Linked DNA regions of Mus musculus: all the other regions are linked to region 1. The links are chromatin contacts, called in public HiChIP or PLAC-seq maps. All regions are on one chromosome and are shown on one strand. The core of a region is the stretch at or near the end of the contact, and the rest is flanking DNA. Distances in the headings are between cores, read along the strand shown.

Region 1 (4,166 bases), core at 901-3,400:
TTCAATGATCATGAAATAGCCTGCAGGTTATATAAAAATGGTGAATTCTAACATTCAGTAGCACAATGTTAGATCAAGCAAACAGAAAGCTCAGTAGTCTCTCGTCAAGTAAAGATGGGCTCCTCTGTACCTACCGACCACTGTCTGCAAACATCAGTTACATGTCACATCTTTTTGCCTGCCTGCCTGCCTGCCACAGTGGCATCTCAGAGCGGTCAGGAAAACTCACCTTCTTCCCACCAGAGTCAGAGCTCCTTGACCTCAGTCAATGTGCATCCTGCAAGCAGACATGGCTGAAGTTTTAACTCCAATCAATAGTTGTGGAAACTTCTTGTTATGACATCTTTTGGAGGATAGAAACAAACCATATTTCCCCCACGGAGGATGCTAACTTGCAAAGGGAAAATTCCAAGAAAAAAAAAAGAATTTTAAATTCAAGAATAGTTTTGTTTGGGTTAGATATAAAGATACAGACGTATTAAAACTTTATCAACATGGTCCTCTTAAAAGTTCTTCTGAGAAAACCATTACCCAATCATATTAGTGTGTAGGTTTTTCCACTTCTAAATATGTGATTTTATGATTTTCAAAAATCATACATTTAAAAATGCATGTACTTTGTTCTTTTCTGTGTGCCTGGGTGTTTTGCCTACACATCTGTATTTGTGCCACCTGTGTGCTTAATGTTCCTGGAGAGCAGAAATGGGTGTCAGATCCCCTGGAACTGAAGTCACAGGTAGTTTCAAGCTGCCATGTGGGTGCTCAACACGGAACCCAGCTCTTCTGCAAGAGCAGCTAGTGCTCCTGACTGCTGAGACTCCCTTCTGGTCCTCTGCCTGCTTCCCACAGCAATCCACATTTCAAACACACACACACACACACACACACACACACACACACACACACCTGTATGCACTCATATAAGTGAGATCAAAGCTTACCCTAATGGCTTTTCCAAACTCGAACTCAAGTTTTTTCTATTTTGTCGTATATGATTCTGCATATTCTGTTTTAAATCATTCTGTCCCTTCTGTGTTTGACACTGTTTTGTTTTTTTGGTGTTGGGGATCAACATACTAGGCAAGTGCAATGCATCTTAGTTATGTTTTCAGCCCTGTGTTATTCCACTGTTGTTCGATGCTTTGGAAATGCTGGTAAGTATTCACAACATTGATCCCACCACCTGTTCATAGGTCAAGACCTGGTATTTACAAAACACTTGAAAAATAGGAGACTGGTAGCTTCAGGGAAGGAAAAAGAACATCTGAGACACTTAAAAGGAAAAGAGTGGGGAGGGTCACACAAAGGAGAGTGACAAGAGAAAGCCTGGTTCCTGTCTTATGTCTTGGCCAGCTCAGAGCCTGCACTTCCGCATGCACCCCTGGCCTTCCGGCTCTGGACCTCTTCCTGAACCTACTTCCGGTTCCTGTACTCAGCTGCCTGTCACCTCTTAGTTATCTAAAGGTGCCTTTTGTGCTCTGAGATCTCTAAGTCCCTCCTGCATGCCAGTCCTCTTTCCCTGGTATGTCCAACCTAACTATAACTCTTCCTCCTCCTCCTCCTCCTCCTCCTCCTCCTCCTCCTCCTCCTCCTCCTCCTCCTCCTCCTCCTCCTCCTCCTCCTCCTCCTCCTCCTCCTTCTCCTGGAGGATTCTAGGAAACAAGACTAAGTGGAAATGATCTGGTTTTAAAAAGGTTTTGAAAACCTTGACAATTTGGAGAAGATTATGCGAGCAATGTGGTATGGAAGAACACAGGGAAAAGACTGGAAGAGCCGGAAGTTTACCAGCAGCAGGAGGCCAGTCAATAGGCTGGATCCATGCCAGCCCTAAAGGGAAAGCATTTAGACTGCCTAGAGAGAGAAAAAAAAAAGTAGGCCAGAAGAGGGATTTCTCAACAAGAATCTCAAGTTACTATCTTCATATGCTTAGACCAAGACCACGGTGAACAGATTTGCAAAGCCATGGGCCTCCTGTTAAATCTCTTCTAAATGAAGTGAAGCGCTGACATAGCTCGCTAGCGGTTGTGACCTCAGAGCAGATCAAAGCCGGTTTCCTCAGTGCAGAAAGAGCACAGGAGGGCTTCGGTGGTGAACCAGACTCTGGTTCGCGTGCAGCCAGAACAGCTTGCCAACCTTGGTTTTTACGATTTTTTTTTTTTTCAGCTGCTGAGACAGGAAATGACGTGAGGCTCTGAACACACTATTACAGCAAGCAGCTGTTCTGAGAGAACTTTCTGTTTCCAGGCCCGGCACCTCAGAATGTTGGCTTCTGTGTGGTCGGTTGTTGAAGACCAACTCTGTGCGAGGTGTTAGGTTGAGAAGAGGTGCAGCAGAGGATGCTGGAGCCGCAGCTGAGGTAAAAGTGTGGCTTTGATCTTCATGCCAGTTCCCTAAGCACGGCTTACTAACCATTCCGTCCTATCTTTTCAGACTTGAGTCTTTTCAGACTTGAGGGAACTTCATGACCTCACCAGACTCTAAGCTGCATCCTATAAATAAGGTCCTGGCTTCCCATCTCCTCTTTCTTCATCCTATATAAAAGGTTGTGCATGATCAGTTTTCTCAACAACCACAATGGAAAAAATGGAGAAGTAAAGAGGAAAAAAAAAAAAAACCACGAAAATGCAGCAGTTTGCCTTTCCCACAACTAAAATGAATGAACCACCCCCATCCCCTTCGGTGCCTGGGAGAGGAAGTACAGTTGCAAATGTTACCCGCACTAAACCAGATTAATTTTCCATTCAAGAGGAAAAGTAAGCAGCACGGGGCAAGGGAGGCAAATTGCAGGGCCCTATTATTTAGCACGTTTGAAATGAAAGGCAATACTGCTATTGAAGGCAGGCTGAGGAGCGCTCTCTTCCTCTCGCTAATATCCGCCCACAGGTTGCCTAGCAACCAAATTACATCGTGGAGAACACTCCCCAGCAATAACTGACCCTGAATTTTAATTTTCATGTTGACGTTGAAGCAGACTAAGTAAGTAAGTAAGTAAATAAATAAATAAATAAATAAGTACAACCACTCTGAAAGAGCATTCATTTTGATAACTGAGCTACAACTGTAGACTATAGGATAGCAAACACAACATTTTTTTTTTTTTTTTTTTTTTGGTAAAGACTTTCTCTTTTCTGGAGCATTATGCTAAAAAGTAAAAAGAATCTGGAGAGGCTTATTTTAAAAAATACCACGATTCCATGATTGCTTTATGAAGATCAGAATGGGAATTCTACTTAACAAAATAAACCCTAAAATCTATGAAAATACTGTATATAAAAAAAAGAAATGTCAAGTTTTAATCGTTGCTTTTTTGAATGACCTTTTAAAAATGAGAGCTAACTGTCAATGTGGATCATAAAAGACCACCCAGAACCCCGGCATCACTTCTTCATGCATGGCAGAAATAGTGGTTCACAGGAAGAAAGGAAAGGCAGCCTGTCCTGGGTTTCTCCTCAGAGTGCTATTTGAGTCCAACAGTAGGAACTGAGCATGCTGAAAAGACCTCCCCGCTGTCCCGATTGTCACATGGGCACACTTTTAGAAATGTGTTCTATGAGTTCAGAGTTCCTTTTCTCTGGGTCTGGACACAGCATGTTTATCACTTCGGAAAAGACATCCTTCTAGCCTAGCCTGAGGAGGAAAAGAAAACAAGGAACACCTCTTCTCATTTCCATGTGTGCTAAAATGTCTGCATGAAACTTAATTCCCACCAACAATACTGAGTATGTACCAGAGCAAACAGAACAGAAACAAAGGCTTGTTTAGGGTTTAGATCCAGCTGTGGAACCCCTTTAGACATCTGACCTTTTAGCTCACTGATAAAAGAAAAGAGCATTAACATTCATTTGGCCTGCAGACAGCACATGACTTTCATCCCAGAACTTGGGAGTCAGAGGCCTGTAGATCTCTGAGTTCTATGCCAACCTGGTCTACAGAATGCTAGTCAAAGTGTCTTAGGGTTTCACTGTTGTAAAAAGACACCATGATCAAGGCAACTCTTATAAGGGAAGCATTAAATTGGGACTGGCATACAGGTTCAGAGGTTCAGTCCATTATCACCCAGGCAGGATCATGGCAGTGTACAGGTAGAGATGGTCCAGGAGGAGCTAAAAGTTTTACATCTTCATCTGAAGACCACTAGGAGAAAACTGACTTCCAGGCAACTAGGA
Region 2 (4,166 bases), core at 1,168-3,667, 210 kb before region 1:
TTATGCTCCCTTCAAGTAACCATAGGGCTTGAACCCCACTCACTGAATGCAGCATCGTGAAGCACATAAAATAGAATTTCGACCATTTCTATGTATTCAGCCTATGCATGCTTCCCATGATGTAAATACTGAAACGGAGAATTCCATCTCCTGTGTGTTGAATGAGCAGTGAGTGAATGGGAAGGCAGGGCTATGGGAGCTCTGGCTATGGGCTGTACAGCATCCCTCACCATCCTTTCTCGGGAAAGGCTAAAGCCGAGCACTATAATCAGAAAGGTCTCCTATTGGTCAGGCTTACTTCCAACTGAAGTCTCACTAAACCTCACACTTGAAACAAGATTACCCAACATCAAAGTAGCCTTCAGCTAGAGCACCAGGACACATGCTTTTCTACAGGTCCTGAGACCTGTCTAAATGTGCCCTGTGTCTTCCGTCCCATGGCTTTCCCCCACAGGCACTTGCGGCTGTGCACACAGGGCTGAACGTGCATTGGTAGTGAAAGGCGGGGCTTTCCCTCTGCCCCGCTTACATCTATAGCAGCTCTGCAAGAGGCAGTGGAAGGCACTGGGGAGGGATGAAAATAACACCCTGTGTTCTGGCTTCAGCTGCTTCCCTCAATCTAAGGAGATCGCTTACTGTATGTGCAGGTCTTCATCATACAAGAATGATGGAGACTTTGTTCAACTTTGTTCTGGAGTCTTGAGACTCCCACCACCACTTCTGGTCTCTATCTAATCGGTAGTTATCCCTCAACTTACAAAAGCGCTATAAAATTTCAAATTAAGAAACCAATTTAATTTAAATCCAGAAGAAATGCTGTTCTCCCAAGTAAACAATGTCCTGTTTCATTCACCTAAGATGGAGGTTCCTAGGCAGCATTGCAGAGGAGGAGTTTGAGCTGGGCCTAGAAAGGAGAGCAGGGAAGGAACTTGGCAAGTCCAAAGACTTTCGGGAATCATGACTTCTACCCAGCTGTCCCCGTGACCCCAGGAAATATTACCACCAAGCCCAGCCATTGCTGGGCACCATGGTATCTAGACTATAATGTTTTCTAAACTGGCTCTGACTCATGCCCCTGTCATGGATCTGTCATAGGGAAGGCAGCCTCATCCACTGACATTCTGGTGACAGGTTGGGAGGAGGCTTCAGGAGCAGTTGGACCACGGAAGTGAGCCACAGCTTGGACCCAGAAAGCAGGAAATCAGGGAGAGCTTCCAGACCAAGATCCAGGAGGAAAGAGAGAGGGTCTGCAGAGTGAGGAGTGCTCAGGATCAGCTCTGTACCTCCGACAGTACTAGGAGAAGCAGCACACACAGGACCCTTCCCCCACGCACCTTCTGTGTGAGCACACATTTGCTAAGATCACTGCGCACTGTAAGGTCTTGGGGGATATGCTGTGGTGAAAAAAGCCTAATGATGAACACTGGGACTGTCGGGTTTTCTGAGCCACTCACACACTATTTAAATAGAAAAGTAGCTTCCAGTCAAGTACAGCTTCTCAGAAAAGCTGGCAACATATGATCTCACTTGTAGTACAGTCACTAAAACAGCCGAGAATATCTAGAGGAAGAGTCATCCATGGGCCACCACATTAAATTTTAGAAAAGAATTGAGTGACAGTCCTCAGGTTTCTAAGGTAAGCACTGTGCCCAGGATACATGAAGAAGATCTAGATCATGTCTGTACAGACACAACCTGGTTTATTGACTTTTTTTGGCAGAAATCTTATGTTCCCAGGGAGAATAAGTCTCTAATTACTTTTGGAGTTTCCCTCTCATCCTTGTTTTCTGAAGGCAGCCAGTGCAGGGCATGGGGGGGGGGGCGGGGGGAAGGACCAGCTGGGTATTTCATCTGATGACGGCTTGGGCTGTAAGCAGCTTGCTTTAGCCTGCCACACACACACACACACACACACACACACACACACACACACACCCCAAGCTCTTAGGTGAGATGCCAGCCAAGTAAAGCCTGCTCCATTTTCTAAGCCATGTGAGCTCCCAATGAAGCAAAGCCTTCCCCTGGCCCTGACCACCACCACATGGATCAGGAAAACCACCCAGCTGAGCACAGCTAATGTATAGAATAATGGGGGGGCTAAGCCCCCAATTTTGAGGTAGATTGTTACACAGCAACATGAAACTGGAGCTGCCAGTGAAGGCATCCATCTTTTGGCTACAGGGATTAGGGCTGGGTAAGAACTAATATGAGGAGGCCTGTCACTGTGGGACTGCTGGTCTAGAACTAAAAGGCTGGGCTGAGCCAGCAAATACCACAGGGTACACTTACTACAGAACTCATGAAGAGCAGTTGCAGAAGACCAAGGAGAGGCCGAGCTATAACACAGTAGGAACTGCGTGAACAGGAGCTAGCTAGCCATGAAGAATGGAGAGATGCCAGAGCTAAGCCAGCACAACCCTGGAACTAGAGGACACAGATGCTCTCGGTCACCAGGGCTTCTGACAGCTTTCTGGCCCTCTGAGGCAGGAATGCAGTGTTTTGATCCGAGTTCCCTGTGGTCTCTCATGATTTCCTGTGAGTGCCAACACTTTCAGCCGGTTCTCTGCCAGCTAGTCTTGGTGAATTTCTGTTCCTGGTAACCAGCTACACCAGGACTTTTCCACCTTGAGATTCTGCCATCAAAAGCACAGCAATGAACATGCACGGTAACTGTTCTCAGGGAGAGATTACTTCAGTGAGGAGAGAAGAAAGATCGATCAACTCCTCCCCACAGTGCTGGTGGGAAATGAGCCACAGAAGTCCCTGCCCACATTCCTGATACAGAGTGAAACCAATAAGAACACAACCAAGTTAAAACCACAGCAGCAGCCAGACTGCGCAGGAAGTGGCCAACTAAGGAACAGGGTCCTGTTGCACAGCTCCGCCAGGCTGGCCTCCTGCTCAGGTCACCTAAGAGCTGCGACTGCAGGCATGTGCTACTGCACTACACTGAAGTTAACAGGCTCATAAAGCTAGCAGTAGCTACTCTGAGAAGCGATAAAAATACAGAAAACTCTTTCTTATACTCGACCGAACTAGGGAGGGACACAGTTAATGATGGTTCTTGTATCTTTTGTTTATAGAGCGGAGGAAAAAAACAATTGGATAGAAAGAGAAGAGACAAGTGACCCTGGTCCAATTCAAAGCTAGAAAACCACTGTACGCACGCACGCACGCACGCACGCACGCACGCACGCACGCACGCACCACCACAGAGAAGCAGCACCTGAGTATCTGAGAAGGAACCAAGAGCAAGAGGTAGCATGTAATTCGGGATGGCCACCAAGGCTGGAGCCTGAAGCAGGGTGGCGGCGGAGCTCCGCACTGATTGTGAATGTGGGACATAGAGTAAAGGCAGAGGCCATACGGGTCTAGGAGATGTGAAACGGAAGGGCTGGTGTTGTGGCTCCGCAGTACAGTGCATGTCTAGCACGCAGAAGGCCATGTGTTCTGTCTCCAGCACCCATCCCATACTGGACATGACTGACAGCAAATGTTATGTTTCAGAGCAAGGCAACAGTGCTTAAATGTAGAAATATTGCTTACAAATATCATGAAATTTAAAACAGAGAAAAAGATTTTAAACATATATGTGTCTTGTGAAACAGTATCAAAACATACATACATACATGGGTGAATGTACACTCACACACATAAGCATACACACACACACACACACACACACACACACTCCAAGAATCTTAACAAATCCTAAGAAGAAACATAACATCATGATAAGACCTGCCATCGGGGGTCTGAAAAGATGACTTAGATGTAAGAGGGGTTGCTGCTCTTGTAGAGGACCCAGGTTTGACTTCCAGTATCTACGTTGGGCAACTCACAACTGCCTGTATCTCCAGCTCCAGAGGATCGAATGCCCTTTTCTGTTTACGGGTACCAGCATACATATGCACACACATGTATACACACACAAATAGAAAGAAAGTAAGTCTCTTTAAAAAAAAATACACCACCATTTAAGAAAATTATAGCTGGGCATGGTGGCTCACGCCTTTAATCCCAGCACTAGGGAGGCAGAGGCAGGCAGATTTCTGAGTTCGAGGCCAGCCTGGTCTACAGAGTGAGTTCCAGGATAGCCAGGGCTACACAGAGAAACCCTGCCTCAAAAACCAAACAAACAAAAAAGAAAATTACAAAAAAGATGT
Region 3 (4,166 bases), core at 792-3,291, 160 kb before region 1:
TCCATTTCCTGTGCTCCAAGACACACTTTACTGCTCACTCAGGGCCCAGAGCCACAGCCCAACAGACGAGCTTGCACTTTGGAATTTAACATCTTAACATTCGTTCCTCAAGCTCTGAGTAATTCATGTAAATTAAAATTTTCTATTTTACAGCTTAACATATTGAGCAGGCAGTGATAAAACAAATAGTTAAGAACCCTATTGTGCTGATATGAAGTGATTTGTGCCGTTACAAATCTGCATACTGAAAAGGTCCAAACCGTCATCAGTGACCTTTGCTCAGCTTTGATGTTCGCTCAATGAGTTATGGAGAAGCAAGCAGGTTTCGTAGCAAGGGTGGAGGTTGCCACAGCTCATTATCAAGGAACTGGTCAATGGGGGTCCAAAATAAAACAGGAACAAGGCAAATACAAGCAATGAAATGAACCCAGTTTCAAGGCACAAGAGCAGGAGGGATGGAGAAGAAAACCACAGCATCACCATAGGCCCACAACACATATGTAAACTCTTGAGGCAGAAAAGGTGTTTGCATTTGTGAGTTCTGGCCCTGTATATCCTTTTATGACGATGATATTAAATCTCCCTTATTATAAAAGGGGCTTATTAAAGACATCACACCTCATAATTCGAGGGCTAAAAAAGTGGATGCCATGGCTGAGTCTCCATGAACCCAGGAGGCCGGGCAGAGCATGTCCTACTAGCTCAAAATTTGCTGAATGAGCATGGCTTCTCTTTGAGGGTTCACTGGGAATGCTGCCAGTGCACTACTGACTCTAGTGTTACCTGGAAAGTCTGCTGTGATGCAGCTCAGAGAACCAGCACACCACACTGGTACTACAGAAGCACCTTCTAGGGAAAAGAACCACCAGAGGTTAAACCAGTCTCCTCCTTTTAGTTGTAAAATGCATGGAAAGCTTGAAAGAAGCTTGAGAGGAATCTCAGAGGTATGGACTGGAAAGCTCTTCTGTCTCCTGTGCTCTGGAACTCAGTGTGTGTGTGTGTGTGTGTGTGTGTGTGTGTCTGCGCATGTGCATGCTTTTGCATGTTCTATCTTTGTGTGTGCAGGCTGAGATCTTCTGTGCACTAGGATCTAAGCTAAGTGCTCAGGCAGAATTAATAGTTGTTGCTGACACTGAAACCGAGGCAGGGAAAGAAGACATGTAAATGAACACCTACATTGCACTGATATTGGAGGCATAGAGCTACAGGTGTGATTCAGCCCTTCGTAGGCTGGGCCCTTCGGTAGGTAGGGTGTGTTAATGTGTAGATAGGGATCTGTGTATGGCTCAGGTTATTCTATAGGTTCCTTGCTGATAATGGTAGTGACCATGTCCTCCCATTTCTCCTAAGCAGTGTATACAAAGAAAGATGGCTAATATTCAGGGTGGAGAGCAGCATTTGGCCTGTAAGTCAGCAGCAGCAGCAGCAGCAGGTATTCACCGAACATGTTAAGGGGGAATTGCAGAGGGAGGCATCCAGAGAGAACAATGCACAGAATAAACAATACGCAAAGCCAGCAGGAAGAAAACAGTCCTTACCCAACACATTTACTCTGCCACAGCTGCTGTAAATGTCTGCACTATTTCCTCTGAAAGGTGGAACCAGTGATTTATGGGACTGTATCTTTTTATAGTTTGGAGGTATTTACGATCAAATTAATATTTGGTAACTATTAGTCCCTGGTCCTTGTCCAGAGCATAGAATGCACTAACCTGCAGTGAAGCCCTCTGGGCTGAAGGCCCCTGTGGCTGTATCAGGTAACACTGTGTTAGGCCAGAGGGACAGGGCTAAGTGTGGACCTTCCTAAGGGACTGCTTGGCTGCTGTCTTCCTTTCATTCCACTGGCTATTATGACTGAATGAAAAACGTGGTTCTGAGGATTCTGCAGGTGCAGAAGGAGAGCGATCTGGTAAAAGGCAGTTCCTACCTGGGTCTACTACTTTGTAGCTAGCTGCAATTATATAGTATGAATGCTGGCTGGATGAGTCAAGGCATAGTCATTCAGGCCTCCTCCAAAGTTCAAGTGCTGTATCTCACAGGACTGCTCACATGATCCATGTGGGGAAGCTAGGCTCTCAGACTCACAGATGTAAACACCAAAGAGCCACCTGAGAGCTCAGCCACTTTCTCGGGGTCCTCTGCTACTGTGGGTGATGGGCCTGAAATTCTATTTGCCTTCAAAGGCCCCGAATGATCTGCAATACCACTCTCTTCTGAGTAGGGCCCCACACATGTAAAAATAGAAAGGCACTCCGTTCAATGACACTCAAATTCAGAGGGAACCGTTCCACCCCTCAGAGGAATGCAGAAAGAAAGCATCATGCCCATTACTAAACTGGCTCAACATTGTTGGCTTTATCCTTAAATTATAAAGTTTATTTTTCCATGCTGGAGATCACAGAACTTGTCATGCTAGCAGTCAGTATATTACTGCTGATGAGCTTCAAGACCAGAACCATCTCTTCAAATGATGTTTTAATGTAACACCAAGAAAATGCACATTTAAAATATTATAGAAATAAGCAAATTACTTAATTTATTACTATAAAAGAAATAATTTTTTTTTGGTGAAAAGCACTAGTGCACTCTCACATCAGAGTACAGACCAAAGCAGATGTGTATGAGATAGTCTCAAGAGCAGAGCCAAGTGAGTAAGTTCCCTTAAGTTGTTCTGCCTTCACTGTGAATGTACACTGATATGTCAATAGAATGCTAGGCCAGAGAAAAGGGTTGATTTTATAAGCACTATTTACAAAACTGCAAGTAAATTAGTTTCATCAATCTCTCTCTGTTCATCACAGAGGTATAAGGCTTGGCATAGCACTCAGACATCCACTGCCAGGTGGAATAACCAGCCATATAGGCATGGACATTATTTATTTAGTATAAAATACTTTTATACAGTCACTGCTAATGGATTTTTTTTTTATTAGTGACTTGTTTACTAGTAGCTCCTAAATTTTTAACACTAATGCATTAGGAAAGTCTCGGAAATAACAAGTATGCTCAACTCTAATATAGGCTTAAAACTGTCTGTACCCAGCTCCAGGAGGATCCAATAATTCTGGATTCTCTGGCACCTATAACTCATTCACAATTCAATGCACACACACACACACACACACACACACACACACACACACACATACACACACACACACAATTTAAAGATAAACTTGCACAACCACACAACACACATACATATGACATAGCCTCTTTTTCGTTTTTTTTTTTAATTCCCTGGAGACAGGACTCTATGTAGCCCTTGCTATTTTGGAACCAACGGTAAACACCAGGTTGGCCTTAAACTTTTGAGATCTGTTTGGCCCTGCCTCCTGAGTGCTAGATTAAAGGTGTTTGTCACCATACCCAGCTCCTAACATGGCTGGTAATACCTGGACATAATAAAAGTTATAGGGAACTGGGGCATGAACAGATAATTGCTGTGGGGAATGTTTGCAATGGAACTCCATTCATCTTGCTATCCACATTGAGAAGCCAGGGAATTAGCTATCTTTAAAAAGCCTACATCATCAGCAAGAGTTGTGGTCATTAACCTTTTTCAAGACCACTATGATAATATGATTTTAAATAACAAATTGTTTCCAGGCTAACTTGACTGGCTTCTTCATAACACTTCACCTCTACTTCCAGAGTCTTCACAACGAAATTATAGAAAATATAAGGGGAAACCTAAAATAAAACTTTCAGAAGAGCCTAAAGAGTTCCAAGAGCCATTTCAAACAAAAAAACAAAATATACCAGGGGTGCTACTACAAATAGGTTTCTTGGAAGTATAAGAGGTAGGGTAGAATTTAAACAGTGAAAAATATCCTTTGTCTCAATCCATATTAATGGAAAGCAGAGCTCATGGGTGGAAAGGAGAAAAGCAACAGCCTGGATGAAGTGTGGAAATCTACACGGTAGAACTTAGGGTTCATCATAAACTCTTGATCACTTAGTCAGGAAGAGCTGTGATCACTGTAGGCAGGATGTCCTATGATCACTGTAGGCAGGATGTCCTATGATCACTGCAGTTAGGATGTCCTATGATCACTGTAGGCAGGATGTCCTATGATCACTGTAGGCAGGATGTCCTATGATCACTGCAGTTAGGATGTCCTATGATCACTGTAGGCAGGATGTCCTATGATCACTGTAGGCAG

Evidence for each region. HiChIP or PLAC-seq counts read pairs in DNA pulled down with a chosen protein or histone mark.
Region 2: an H3K27ac HiChIP or PLAC-seq map of microglia shows a contact between it and region 1, with 5 times the contacts expected there. The contact joins two enhancer-like sites. A contact is called at or near these places in 5 of 115 datasets of contacts at active chromatin or transcription factors (CD8 T cells, bone marrow-derived macrophages, memory CD8 T cells and 2 more).
Region 3: a contact with region 1 is called in an H3K4me3 HiChIP or PLAC-seq map of intestinal villus epithelium, with 7 read pairs. The contact joins two enhancer-like sites. A contact is called at or near these places in 4 of 484 Hi-C or Micro-C datasets (CD4 T cells, CD8 T cells, liver and 1 more) and 10 of 115 datasets of contacts at active chromatin or transcription factors (bone marrow-derived macrophages, effector CD8 T cells, embryonic limb bud and 6 more).

What each region holds. Positions count from the first base shown.
Region 1 is chr17:50,468,640-50,472,805 of GRCm38.p6, reverse strand. No RefSeq gene overlaps it. Among named protein-coding and RNA genes, the nearest start is that of Plcl2, 39 kb to the left of the region's middle. Within about 2 kb of position 2,150, at least 294 of the 459 cell types and tissues checked have an H3K27ac peak or open chromatin away from gene starts, as enhancers often do. A contact at or near this core is called in CD8 T cells, intestinal villus epithelium, memory CD8 T cells and 1 more, where this site is marked.
Region 2 is chr17:50,676,747-50,680,912 of GRCm38.p6, reverse strand. The region is part of intron 5 of Plcl2 (phospholipase C-like 2); the gene reads right to left. Among named protein-coding and RNA genes, the nearest start is that of Gm41598, 110 kb to the left of the region's middle. Within about 2 kb of position 2,417, at least 149 of the 459 cell types and tissues checked have an H3K27ac peak or open chromatin away from gene starts, as enhancers often do. A contact at or near this core is called in CD8 T cells, memory CD8 T cells and microglia, where this site is marked.
Region 3 is chr17:50,632,281-50,636,446 of GRCm38.p6, reverse strand. The region is part of intron 3 of Plcl2 (phospholipase C-like 2); the gene reads right to left. Among named protein-coding and RNA genes, the nearest start is that of Plcl2, 120 kb to the right of the region's middle. Within about 2 kb of position 2,041, at least 30 of the 459 cell types and tissues checked have an H3K27ac peak or open chromatin away from gene starts, as enhancers often do. A contact at or near this core is called in intestinal villus epithelium, where this site is marked.